Linked DNA regions of Arachis hypogaea: region 2 is linked to region 1. Evidence: chromatin contacts called from public Hi-C data. All regions are on one chromosome and are shown on one strand. Each heading gives the region's core, a stretch centred on a gene start, on an enhancer-like site or on the middle of the called end of the contact. The rest is flanking DNA. Distances are from core to core; before and after follow the strand shown.

Evidence for each region. A called contact is a pair of places that touch in the nucleus more often than the background predicts.
Region 2: a contact with region 1 is called in a Hi-C map of leaf, with 1.8 times the contacts expected there. The contact joins the promoter of LOC140176452 here to the enhancer-like site in region 1. A contact is called at or near these places in 2 of 8 Hi-C or Micro-C datasets (leaf and an unstated tissue).

What each region holds. Positions count from the first base shown.
Region 1 is chr11:3,335,108-3,341,999 of arahy.Tifrunner.gnm2.J5K5, forward strand. No RefSeq gene overlaps it. Among protein-coding and RNA genes, the nearest start is that of LOC112723738, 12 kb to the left of the region's middle. Within about 2 kb of position 2,829, at least 3 of the 3 cell types and tissues checked have open chromatin away from gene starts, as enhancers often do.
Region 2 is chr11:3,377,747-3,384,638 of arahy.Tifrunner.gnm2.J5K5, forward strand. It overlaps LOC140176452, which reads left to right and starts at 2,927. Exons shown (of 2, transcript XM_072207828.1): 1 at 2,927-3,327; 2 at 3,478-4,147. The coding sequence starts at 2,927. The coding sequence ends at 4,147.

The DNA of each region.
Region 1 (6,892 bases), core at 1,579-4,078:
CTGGAGCAATGGGGGGAGGTACCTTTAAAGACACTCCGACGCTCAAGTCAGAATGGATTTAGGAGGTATAAGGTGTATGGAATTGATCAATACCTGGAGGGACTCTAGTCCTCTATTTATAGGTAGTGATGAGTATCTTATCTTATCTTTATCTGGTTAAGATAAGATGGACGAGTGAATTCGAAAGTTGGTTAGGAGATTTGGAGGGCCGGTTTTTGGACCTTCTGAGCGAGGTGCGGGTCGGACCCGGAAAGCCGAGGTCGGGTGCAGTCCCGGGTCTGGAATCTGTGGTCCAGATCCGTAACAGTTTGTCTTCTTTATCGATTAATGTAGAGATTAAACCGAACCAGCCACTTTCATTTATTTTCTAACATTATCTTCCTAACTAAGGTAATTATGTTAGATTCAAGTAAATCATATATGGGCAGGAAAATTAATATCCCTTCTGAGTTTGATAAATCACAACTACATGATGTGGTTCTCAATTATTAGTAGTTCGTTATTGGTTTAATTTTGTTGTATATACCAACACTCATGACCAGCCATGTGTTGAGTGCAAAATCCAGATCCTAATAATATATGATCATGGCCCGTGACAAGTGACAACCTATGAATTCCAAACAATATTTCTTTCGATCAAGACAAATTTTCTCTTCGAAATTTGAATTCCAAGTTTCATGCAAATATATATAGTTGTACTCTAATAAATTAATTAGTTAGATTTAATTGTACGCTCTAAATTATTAATATATTTTCTTTTTCGTCTATATATGCATAATCGATAACATCGAGAAACACCTACCACATCTTCTTGTAACTCACGGGCATAAATAACTTAACATCTGATAGTAATAATAATATTATTATAGTAATTAAGTTCATGTGCACAATTGATTAATATTCAGTAGTGATTAATAATACTGTGTCATGCCAAGTAATTATAATTACCGAGTGCTTTCAGGTCTATTTAGTTTGTATTTTCATTTTTTAAATTTTTTATTTTTAAGATTTTGTGAAAAAGTTTGAAAGAAAAATGTTTCTAGTATTTCCATTTTCATTTTGAATAAAATTCTGAAATAAAAATATTAAAAATAAAAACAGAAAACATTTTTTAAAAGCCAAACAAGGTAGAGTAACAAATTAAACAGGCCTTTACTTTGTGAATGAAGCTAAGTTACATTATTTTAATAGTAACCGTTGGTGTAAAAGCTGTAAATAATCCTTTTGCTTAATGTTTGGTTGCTCGCTAGAATGGTGGAATGGATGGACATCAGATTATGAGCAACAGGTTAAGTGAAAGTGGTATCTGAACTTGGACGTGAGTTTTACGGAGAGATGTTGTCTTGATTATTGGTGGGTCTGTGGGATGGAGTCACTTGCAAGAACACTCCAATGCTAAAATAAGCGTCTGTAAGATATATATAGCGGTTTATTAGGATAAAGGTAGCGTACCTTTGGAAAGAGGTAGATTCCTCCTCATTTATATATTGTATTCGAATGGGCCCTCTGACTTGAATTTGTCTGCCTGAAAGTTTCTGTCAGCTATCCAAATCTTCATTGAGAGGTAAAATAACGCACAGGTCACTATTGTGTATGGGTCGATCGGGTTAAACCGAAACACTTAACATTTATGATTAAATATGTATTCTTTTGAAATAAATAAATAAATTGTTGTCTGGATACTTGAAAGAAAAATAGACTAGTTAATAATAGAATAAACAAAATAATTAGACTAAATTAAATTGGTCGAATGATCAATTCACTTATCCGTTTAAACAAATATTAAAGAATTTAAATTTTATTTTTTGAATAAATTTTATTCTTATTTTATTTATTATTTATTTGTTCTGACAAAGCATTGAATAAGTAAAGTTTTGTGAAGATAATCCAGTACAATCATTCAATACTTATTAGCTATGTTAAAAACTTAAAATAACATTAATAGAATTAAATTCCACAGATTTTTTTGTGAGAAAGCGAGGCTCACGCCCAAGATTGCAACTCAACAATGTTTTGGGATAAGGTGACCCCTCTCAAATCATCAGCTACAATCTATGGGAATATTTAGTAACCAAAGAAAATTAATCAAAAATAACTATAATTTATTTTATTTAGTATTTATTAATTATTATAATAATTAATAAATATTAAATAAGACAAATTCTAACTGTTTTTTTTTTGTTTTTCTAACATTACGGACCATCTATCTTAATCCTTTAGGAGGTTGATCAATAAAATGAAAGTTAGGATGAATGTTCAATTCTTTTCTAATTAGCCAATTTACACATCTATTTCCTTCTCATACGAACAAAAATAAATATTTAAAAATATTTATATATTTTATGAATATATCCGATATCTGATTCGATTTATAAATATGCGATTCAAATCGAATCTAAACTTAAAAAATATGGATATTGAATTTGATCCGATAATTTAAATAAGAATTAAATTAAAACTTTAGCTATAATCAATCCAATTCGATTCGCGCGTTCATCCATGTTGATCTCTCTTATAGTAGTTGGATTCCTTCAAAGCTCCTCTATAAAGCCATACACGGATTGTTGCACTATCTCCCATTTTTTCTTGTAAACTAAAACTGGGTAACCGTCTTCGCCTAGCGACTTTAATGAGCCAATACTAAAGAGGACATTCTCAAAGTATTGGCAAATGGCAATGGTGAAAAAGTATATCAAAAAGTACCCTAATGTATTTGGGCTTTTTTCGACAAAATAGTTTATTAGGCTAGACGCTTTTTGTTATGAGGGAAGAAGAGGGTATTAGAATTTAGAAGGATTTAAAAAAAAAATAGCTATCCATGACTAAGTAGTCATTGATCTATAGGATTAGGAGATACTATCCAAAACTTAAAAGGAAAACTAAATACACAATCAGGCATTGAATGAAGACTAAATTCATCCTACCAAAAAAAGGACTAGATTCAGTAGTTCAATTATTTATTTTTTCGGTCTTTTTTTTTTTGTCAAGCAGTCATGGTTAAACTGTAGCATTTTATTTATTTATTTATTTTTTTGATTTTCCACAGTAAGTTAAGGACTAATCCGTTACAATACTGAACTCTATTTAAGGGTTTGTCGCTGGCCACTAAGCTGCTACATACACAAGGTAAGATTTGAACTCCTAACTCTTACTTAAGTGAACTATTGAACTAATTACTAGATCAACCCAACTTGGTTAAACTTAAATAGTAGCATTTTAATCATCTCAACTGTTTATATGGGCCTGTAGGGCCCATTTTCTTCGTATTGTTTAACTGAAGAAATGACCAAAGCAAATTTTGGGTTTGGGACAAAATAACCCAATTTGTAGGCATCTTTTTAGTTATGTAACGACAAAAATTATAACAAAAAAAATGAATTAAAATTAGTGAAAGATATGACTACTTGATTATTAACTATTATCAGCATCAAGAGGTTCAATGGTTGTTAATTAATAATTATACTTGCACAGTTGCACCAAGCAAGCCAGTGACATATTAATTAATTGTATTATAATTAATTAATATCACAAAGTAGCCATAAAAATAATCTTAACACACTCCCTAGAAACCAGGAGGATGCGAATAGTTCCAATCAAATTCTGTTACCAATTCTTAATTGAATTCGTTCCGTCGATTCTAAGCTTTTTAAGAACCTATGATATACGAATACCGATACGGACACAGAACACATACGACACAAGAATTTTAAAATTTTATAAGATATGAAGGCACATATATATATAAAATATAAAATATTTTTTAAATAAATTGTAATAATATTTTGATATTTTATTAATATTAAAATATAAATTAATTTTTTAATTATTTTTAATATTTTATTTTAATTATCAAATATTTAAAATATTTTTTATTTTAATAAATAACAATATATACTATATCTAAATTTATTTCAAAAATATATGTTAAGAATAAGACTTGACACGTCGACACCGACACGTGATGATATTTAGGTGTGTACAAGTGTGTCCGGAGAATAATTTTTTATTTTTGGGTAAAGTACTAAATTAGTCCCCTACATTTGAGCGTAATCCTGTTTTAGTTCTTACGATTTAAAGCGTCCTATTTGAATCCAAAAAGGGTTCATTTAGCTTCAATTTAGTCACACCGTGGGGTCAAAGATAAATAATTAACGAAATGTCTTACATGGCAACAGTATAAGAACAATGTCAATAATTTGGAGAATAAGTACAAGCTCCAGATGCACAAAATCATCCATGGATGCATCAATATATGTATTTAACATTTTTTTTAGTTTTATAGAAAATATTTTATTTTAATTATAAGAAAAATGATAAATAAATGTATTGATGCATCCACGGTTGATTTTGTGATTCTGGAACTTGTACTTATTCTCTAGATTATCGACATTGTTCTTCTACTGTTGTCATATAGGACATTTTGTTAATTATTTATCTTTGACCTCCGGTGGGACTAAATTAAAGTTAAATGAAACTTTTTTAGATTCAAATAGGACAATTTAAACCTTAAGGACCAAAACAGGATTACGCCAAAATGTAGGGGACCAATTTAATACTTTATCCTTTATTTTTTATTAAGACACGGTTGGACACAGCAGACACGCGTATTGGACAAGTGTCGACGAATGTCGTATTCAAAATGTGTCCGACACACGAATATGACAACTCAGTGAAGTGTATGTGCTTCATAGCTAAGAACTAAATAAATTTTTATTTATTTTTAAGTTAAGAAAATTTAATTAATTCACTAAACAATAATATAAGTGTAATAAAATGAAATAAATTTGATGAAAAACAACGTCTCTATGCAATTTAATGAAAGACAATTTATCATTTCAATATCTTAGGCCATCGCACACACACGTACACACTTAGTTGGAGTGACAAATCACAAATACTCATTTCCCTTAATTAGTGGTTTTGGGTTCAAGTTGTGATTATAAGAAAAATAATCTCGCATACGTGTACATACACTCTTTATAATAAACACTATTTTGAAATGAGTACTTCTTTAACAACTATATATATATATATATTCTCTTTGTTTTATTAATGGTGAAAACTCAGGTGAAGTCGACTTCACGTGAAGTTGATATTTGAGAACCGTTGGATGAAAATTTAGTCAAATCAGTCAAATCATCTAACGGCTCTCAGGTAACAACTTCACGTAAAGTCGACTTCACTTGAGTTTCCACCTTTATTAATTGAAAAATAATTTGAATACACACACTACAATACAGGTGGAGGATTGCGGTAGCCATTTAGCGTCAGTTTACGTAGACACAGTTAAGTTGAAAGAATGCGGCGGTTTGGTTGGTAATTTTATCAAGCGCAGCAATATCTGATAAATTAGCAGCGATTTTTTTGTTAACGGCCACTAAAAAACAATTTTAAAGTGCCACAAATAATAAAATAAATCGCCGCTATTCGACACTTTAATTGTTGTGACAATCAATTAGTAATAATGGTATTTTTAATGAATGTCAAGAATATTTTATATATGAATATTATTTTTCAAAAAAAAATTGATATTAGTATATAAAGCCATGTCTCTTGGGAAATATCAAATACTGGAAAATGATTGTTTCCACCAAAAGATATATATGAAGAATTTGAGGAACCATGGACCACGTTGGTTCCGCCAATGGGAATTTTGAGAGAGACATGTATTCAGAATCATGGTAACCCACATTGTTCATATCGAACGAGGAAAGACTCAAACCATTGCCACATATATATATAAATATGTTTGTTGTTGGAGGAATAATTTTTTTTTTTTATTTGAAAAAAAAATAGTTATCTTATATTTAAGTTTTGATGAATAGAAGATAATTAATATTGAAAAAAAGCCATATACACCCTTTTAAAAAATGTTTAATATTTGTATACTATTGTCTTCAATAATATATAGATCATATACAAAAAGAAAATCCATCCCAAGTAAATAACTTTATATATATAATTAATTATTGTTCAGTTAATAAATTATTTCAAGATATTATCTAAAACTAATTAAAAAAGGAGAGAATGCATGGGTATGTTTCAAACGTTTTTGGATGATCTATTTTATCCTTATTTAGATAGTGGTGGGATATTTTGTAAAGAATTTTGATGTTTAAATTAGTTAAAATAGTTTTAGCATATACTATGTGCAAGTTAGATGATAAAATACTTGAATATTAAGGTATTTAAGAGTAGATAATAAGATTTACTCATGTTTTAACAATGACTACTTCAAATGATATTGAACTGTTATTTTCCTTACAATGGAAATTGGAAAACGTTACTTTATGTTGAGTTAATTAGTTATGGTGATAATCGAAGTAATGATGAGAGACCTTGTATATTATAGAATAATACTATATATTAGACTATCTAACATAACAAAAATAATTTATGGTTAGTATTATTTTAAGTTTTATTATTTAATTTGGTTAAATTTAATTTATAAAAAAAATTTAAATATGTAATATTAATCGTAAAAACACTTTTTAATAAAATTTTAGCTTTAACATGTGGTGACCAAAAAACTATCGATTTTGCTTGGTGGGCCGGAAATATTATAACTTGGACCAGGTCGTAACGAAATAGATTGATCGAATGAAATAGATTGGACTACTACTTTAAATTCAGATATGAAAAACAATTAAATTAAATGTTAGTGAAAATTTTTTATAATAATATTTTAATATAAACTAATAAATAATTGATTTGAAGTTTCAATTTGTTTTAATTTATATTTTGTAATAATAAGTAGTAACTTGATAAATATGATAAAACTAATAAAGTAGTAGTTGAATAATATAAAAGTTATTAGTGGTTGTAAATCATGCAATGAATAGTACGCTATACGTGTAAGATGGTGTGTCCTAAAAAAGATCACTATATTTCC
Region 2 (6,892 bases), core at 1,677-4,176, 43 kb after region 1:
TTTAAATAACATTTTTATTGGGTTTATTGCATCACTATGATGTCACCAATGACATCTTTTGGTCGACCACCCATGACATTGATGAGGCCCAAACCATCCACAATGTATGTGGACCCATTTGAAATTTAAAATTATTTCTTCATATATATAATTATTTATTTATCTTTAATTTAAGTTTCCCATTTTGCAGGAGAAGGGAGTAAATTGGTAGTACACTTTTTGGGCTCACTTTTAGTCCATCCATATTTATGGAATTAATTATTATTATTTTTTATTTTAATAAAATCCTTTTGTTACAATCTAAAATATTTTAATGTGTAGTAATTGTTTATTTTTACAAAACTGATAGTAAATTTCGAACTAGTATTAATAGTATGATATATCACTAAGTTTTTTCCATTCAAAATAAAATTTCTCATTATTTTTTTAGAGCACGCTCAATCTTATTAGTTCTTTATTTAGTTTTAAGCATTTTTTATTCATGAATTGATTTAAATCATGGACCTATCTATCAACATATATAGTTGTGTGTTGTGAAAAAATGTAGCACAACATATTTAGTTGGGGTGAATACAAAAGAAGTTAAGATCGATGATTGTGAAAAGATGATTATTATTCAAAGGTGTCCAAGTATTTTTTAGAATGAAGACTCAATTATGTCCATTTTTACCCCAAAAAAAATGCAACATATAACAAAAATGAAAAAAATATACTTTGTCCCTTGATTTTATTATTTTAAGACGGCGTAATATCTTTATCAAAAAGTCCATCAAATACTGATAGAAATTAGCTTTGTGATGGCTTTCAATGTAATATGTGGAGGTTTCAAACTCCCATAAAATTCTTTGCACCAAATAAACCAACTTTTATTATTATCGTTACTATTATCATCACCTTTCTCATTCTCATAATCATAACTTCTATCTTTACTAATTCTGATCTATTAGGCTGCGTTTGTTTACAGAGACAAGACACTGAAATATTGACACTGAGACACAAAATCATGTTTGACAGAGGAGACATGGACAGAGATAGTGTGTCTAGAGACACTGAATTAGTGTATTTTGTGTTCATCCTGACAAGAAAGACACAGAAACACTAACAAGAGACACAACTTATTTTTCATTCTTTTTTTCATTATTTTTGTTAATTTTTTATAATTATATATTTTAATTATTATATTTTTCATCTCAAATTTTTTGAATGAAAAAAAATGAGAATAAATTAAATTTTCATAATTTGTTCTATTTTATCACCAAATAGAATACAAGAACACAAAATTTTGTGTCTCTATCCATCAGTGTCTTGTCCTGTTCTATTCTCAATGTCTTGTCCTGTTCTATTTTCAGTGTCTTATCCTGTCCTATTCTCTGAAACAAACGCAGCCTTAATTCACCATCCCTCATCTTTATCATTATCTCTTCTATCATTACCATTATTAACACCAACAAAAACATCATTAATATTCTGTTATTCTATTTTTTATCTGACATTTTTTTTTTAAATCTTCGTACTATACTTATTTTTTCTTCTTGAAACACTAATTTTAACAATAATCTTATAAATAAAACTAATACAAAATCAATTTCTATTAGTGTTTAGCGCATTTTTTAGTGAAACATTACATTGTCTTAAAATAATAAGATTAGGATGCCGAAATGCTTTTTTTTTTTTATACAAAAAATCTTGTTATTTTTCGTAAAAATAAATAAAAATCGTATCGAATCTTCACTCTATTATATATTTTCAATCAAAACAAAATCCAAACAAAATAAGAACAATTATTAGAGATGGGCTAAGGTTTAATAATAGGTTAAATAATGGAATCATTTAATAATTCAAATAGAACAAGTAAAATAAAAGATGAGTGAAAGAACTTGGGTGATGACCTTTTCACAAATAAGCTGAAGGCTTTGAGAGTTTCGCTAAGGAGATGACACAAGAAAAATTTTGGGGATATGGACAACAGGATAAAGAAGTTTGAGGAAGAGATAAAGAAGATTGATGATGTCGTTAGTGCGGGTTCTTATGACGAAACAAATGAGGCTAGACGGAAGGCTCTTGTGACTTGTTGTGCAAAATGGCATGCTAGAAAGGAGATTCATTGGAAGCAAATGTCTCGGTCTTAACATGCTAGAGATATGGACAAGAACACCAGGTACTTCCATAACCTAGCATCAGCTAGAAGGAGGAACAACAGGATTGACTCTTTAGTGATTAATGAAAGATTGGTGCGGAACCAGGCCAGAATAAAGATTGCGATTATAGGATTTTATAAAGATCTGTATCGGCAGGAACATGCTCTTTTTATTGGCATCCGTGATGGGTTGGTAAAACAGATTGAGGAGGAAGAGGCAGCAGTGCTTGAGGTAATGCCAACGCCGGAGGAGATATGAGAGGCGGTTTGGGATTGTGATTCAAGTAAAGCTCAGGGTAGCGATGACTATAATATGAACTTCATAAAGAAATGTTGGGAGGAGATAGGCCAGAAATTTACTATAGCTGTGTTGGGTTTTTTCAGAGTGGGAAGCTACCAACAGAGACTAATGTAACGTGGGTGGCTCTAGCCCTAAAGTTTGTGGGGGCCAAGAAAATCAAAGACCTAAGACCGATTAGTATGGTGGGTTGTGTTTATAAGGTGATATCAAAAGTGCTGGTAAGAAGAATGCGCCCAGTGATGCCACGTTTAGTGGGGGAGACCCAGTCTGCATTTGTAAAAGGTCGAAAAATACATGATGGTGCTCTCATCGCTTGTGAGACGGTCCAATGGCTGAAGCTACGAAGGAAGCAGGCGGCAATTATCAAACTAGACTTTCAGAAAGCTTATGACATGGTACGATGGAGCTTTGTGGATATAGTGCTACAGAAGATGGGCTTTGGTCTTAGATAGAGGACATGGGTGAAGGAATGTGTGACCACAGCGTCTATGTCAGTGTTGATTAATGGGTCACCATCCAAGCCGTTCAAGATGGAAAGAGAACTCAGACAAGGAGATCCGCTCTCTCCTTTTCTTTTTGTTCTTGTCATTGACGTATTGCACAGGATGGTGGGTGAGGCAGTAAGGAATGGACGTATTTCTCCATTGTTGGTGGGTCGGGACAACATAGAGCTGTCGCATCTCCAGTTCGCAGATGACACGATGTTGTTCTGCCCTCAGGACACGGAGACAGTGTTGAATTACAAGAGACTCCTACGTTGTTTTGAGCTAATGTCTGGCCTGAGTATTAACTACGACAAGTCAAGCTTGATTTCAGTCAATTGTGAGAAGGCATGGGTGACTAATATGTGTGGTCTGTTGGGATGTACTGAAGCTGCGTTACCGGTCAGGTACTTGGGAATCTCCTTAGGCGCAAATCCTCGGTTGGTGAAGACCTGAAAACCGATCATAGACAAGGTGGAAGATAAGCTTAGCCTTTGGAAAGCTAAATCTCTTAACAAGGTTGGTAAGTTGGTTCTCATTAAATCGGTTCTAAATAGCCTTCCAGTTTACTACTTAAACTTATATAAGATGCCAAAAGCGGTTGCAGAAAAGATTATTGGACTACAAAGAAGGTTTTTGTGGAGTAAAGAAGATGGGAATACTGGTATACCGCTTGTGAGATGGGAGGTGGTTCAAGCTCCTAAGAAGCAAGGTGGGTTGGGTGTCGGGGATGCATTACTCAAGAACGTGTCGCTTCTGTTCAAGTGGTGGTGGCGTTTCTCTAAGGAAGACTGCCCATTATGGAAGAATGTTCTTTGTTCCTGTAATCAATTGAACCCATCTTTAATGCTGTCACAACAACCTTTACCATCTAAAGGGGGACCATGGAAAGATATTTGCCAGCTTAATATGAAGGATCAACAGGTGAGAGATATGATGATTAGTGGTTTGTCTATGGAGGTGGAAAATGGCAGACGTATTCGTTTTTGGGAGGACAGTTGGTTACAAAGTGGCTCTTTGAAGGATAGTTTTCCAAGACTCTTCTCTGTTTCAAACCAACAAGGATCTGTAATAGGGGACTGTGGGCTTTGGGATGGGTTAGAGTGGGTTTGGAACTTTGAATGGAGTAGAGAACTGTTCCAATGGGAGTTAAAGTTGTTCAACCAACTTCATGACCGGTTACAAGTTGTGAAGTTGTCGGTTGATAGAGAGGATTCTGTCATATGAAAATTTGACAAGAAAGGTATTTTTTCCACTAACTCATTTATGCAGGTACTGCAGAAAGAAACTATCTCAGCGGACATCACAAGTTACAGTTTCACTAGTACCATCTGGAGAGGCCTGGTTCCTCTAAGAGTTGAACTGTTTGCATGGTTCGTTTTAGTTGGCAGGGTCAACATGAAGGAGAGGCTGAGTAGATTCGGAATTATTAATCATAATGATAATATCTGTGTGCTGTGTAAAAAGGATATAGAATGTGTGCATCATTTGTTCTTTAGCTGTGAGTTTACATGGTAGGTGTGGTGCGCTTGGCTAACGTGTGTTGGTAGAGACTGGACTATGCCGGGAACTGTTAAAGAGTTTTTTGAGAGCTGGATTGGAGTACCAGGCTGTAAGTCTCAGCAAAAGAAGGGGTTGATGAGCTTCTTTGCAGTTGTTTGGAATATCTGGTTGGAACGGAATAGTAGAGTTTTTCATAATACTGAGATAGGTGTTGAAGAGATCAAGACTAGATCATTTTTGAGCTACAGAAATTGGGACGGTATTAATCCGTTTGGTTGTTGATGGCAATGCCGGAGATGACAACGGAGTATACCTTTTATTGTGTCTAGTGTGTTGTATTTATTTGTTCTTTCTTTCTCTTTGCTCCACTTCAATGTGTTGAGCTCTTATGGTTCAAAAAAAAAAGTATAAGTAACAATGATCACATATGTAGTGAAATAACTTACAAGTAGAATGTAGAGAGAAGCATATAAATGGAAGAAGATGAGAGAAAAAGAATCGTTTCTTTGTGGAGGTAAATACTAAATCGGTACCCGAAAGATTATGGCGCTGACAAAATGATACCTGACTTTTGTTATTGACAAAATAGCCCCTGAAAGATTTTAAAATTTAACAAAATCATCCAACCATGAAAGAATGACGTCACAGTGAGTGAAAAATGCTGATGTGGTCGTCGGAAGAGAGCTCCGATGATGGCAGAGATCTCTGGCGACCTTTTTCTTCTTCTTCTTCTTCGTGTTCGCTACTTCTTCTTCTTCAACATGCCACTGTGTCCCCTCCCGCCATGACAGTTGAAGAAGACCACTATGGCACGCCGCTGCACCTCACCATGTTCTTCGTGTTTGCCACTTCTTCTTCTTCAACACGTCACTACGTCCCCTTTCGCGTCCCCTTTCGCCAGACCGCCATGGCAATACCTCGCTGCGTTCTCGTGTTCGCTGCTTCTTTTTCAACACACCGTTGCGTCCCTTCTGCGTCCCCTCTGCCATGACATCATCTCGCCGCTGCGTCCCCTTCCGCCATGGCAAAGAAGAAGAAGATCAGAAACGTCGCTAGAGCTCTCTGCCATCATCGAAGCTCTCTTTCGACGGCCAATCAGCGTTTTTCATTCACTGTGATATCATCCTTTTTCGGTTGGACGATTTTGTCAAATTTTAAAATCTTTCAGGGACTATTTTGTCAATAACAAAAGTTAGGTACCGTTTTGTCAACGTCAAAATTTTTCGGATACCGATTTGGTATTTAGCTCTTTCTTTGTGCGATGACTGCAAAAGTTGTAACATCAAAATTGGATGCATGATAAATGATATTAAATAACTACTTATACAAATAAAGTTTTGTTCCTTAGAAGAGAAAAGATAATTGCTATGTAATATCGATTCCAATTATGATTGAGGTTCAACTTTATTTACATACCAAAACAGGACACTCATCAAGAGAGCACTAACAAAGATCATTCATTCATTCCTTAGAATTCACACGTGTTATGTTTAGTTTTTAATAAATTTTTATTATTTTAAAAATTTTGATAATTATTCAGATTGATTCTTTATTTTTAATTAAATTTTTAATATGTGTTTGTACAATAAGTTCATGACAAAATTTATAATTTTCTACAGTATCCTTCATCCAACAGGTTAAGGACTAAATCGTCGCAGATCTAAACTTTATTTAAGAATTTGTCGCTAACTAATAAGTTACTGCAAGTATTCGAATTTTCTAATACTTGTGAGTTAACCACTCGACCAATCTAAGTTGGTTTTCATAACAAAATTTATTATAAAACAATATCATTATAAAATAAATTAATTCTCTTTATAAAAAAATAATATGTTTGGAGAACATCTTTTAGAATAATAAAATTTTGTTAAGAATCAAAATGTTAAATCCAACTTTTTTTTTGGGAAATCAATATGAATGTTAACTCTGAATTATAATTTGTATTTTGTTTTGAATTATAATTTGCATTTTTTTTTAATAAAGAAAGCTCAACACAATTAAGTGGAGCATGAAAGAAATAAAAACACAACACAATATGAAGAAAAAAAGGGGTATAATCCGTTGTTATCTTCGACATTGTCATCAACAACCAAACGGGTCAACACCACACCATTCCCTATAACTCAAAAACGACCTATTCTTAATACCATCAATACTTGTCTCTGAGTTCTGAAATACTCTGCTATTTCGTTCCAACCAGATGTTTTAAATAACTACAAAGAACCCTACCAGCCACTTTTTCTGCTCAGAGTTACGATCAGACACTCAAATCCAACTCTCAAAAGGTCCTTTGATAATTTTCGGAACAATCCAATTGACATTTGACAAGTTGAAGTTAGGTTTCCTTTAAAAGTACCAATTTGTGAACTTTTGTACAGTTAAGAAACTTAGGTTGTTATATTTAACATTGCTCCTTACGTTATTATATGTAATTTAGTAATGTAATTAAAGTTTAACATGAAAACTTGA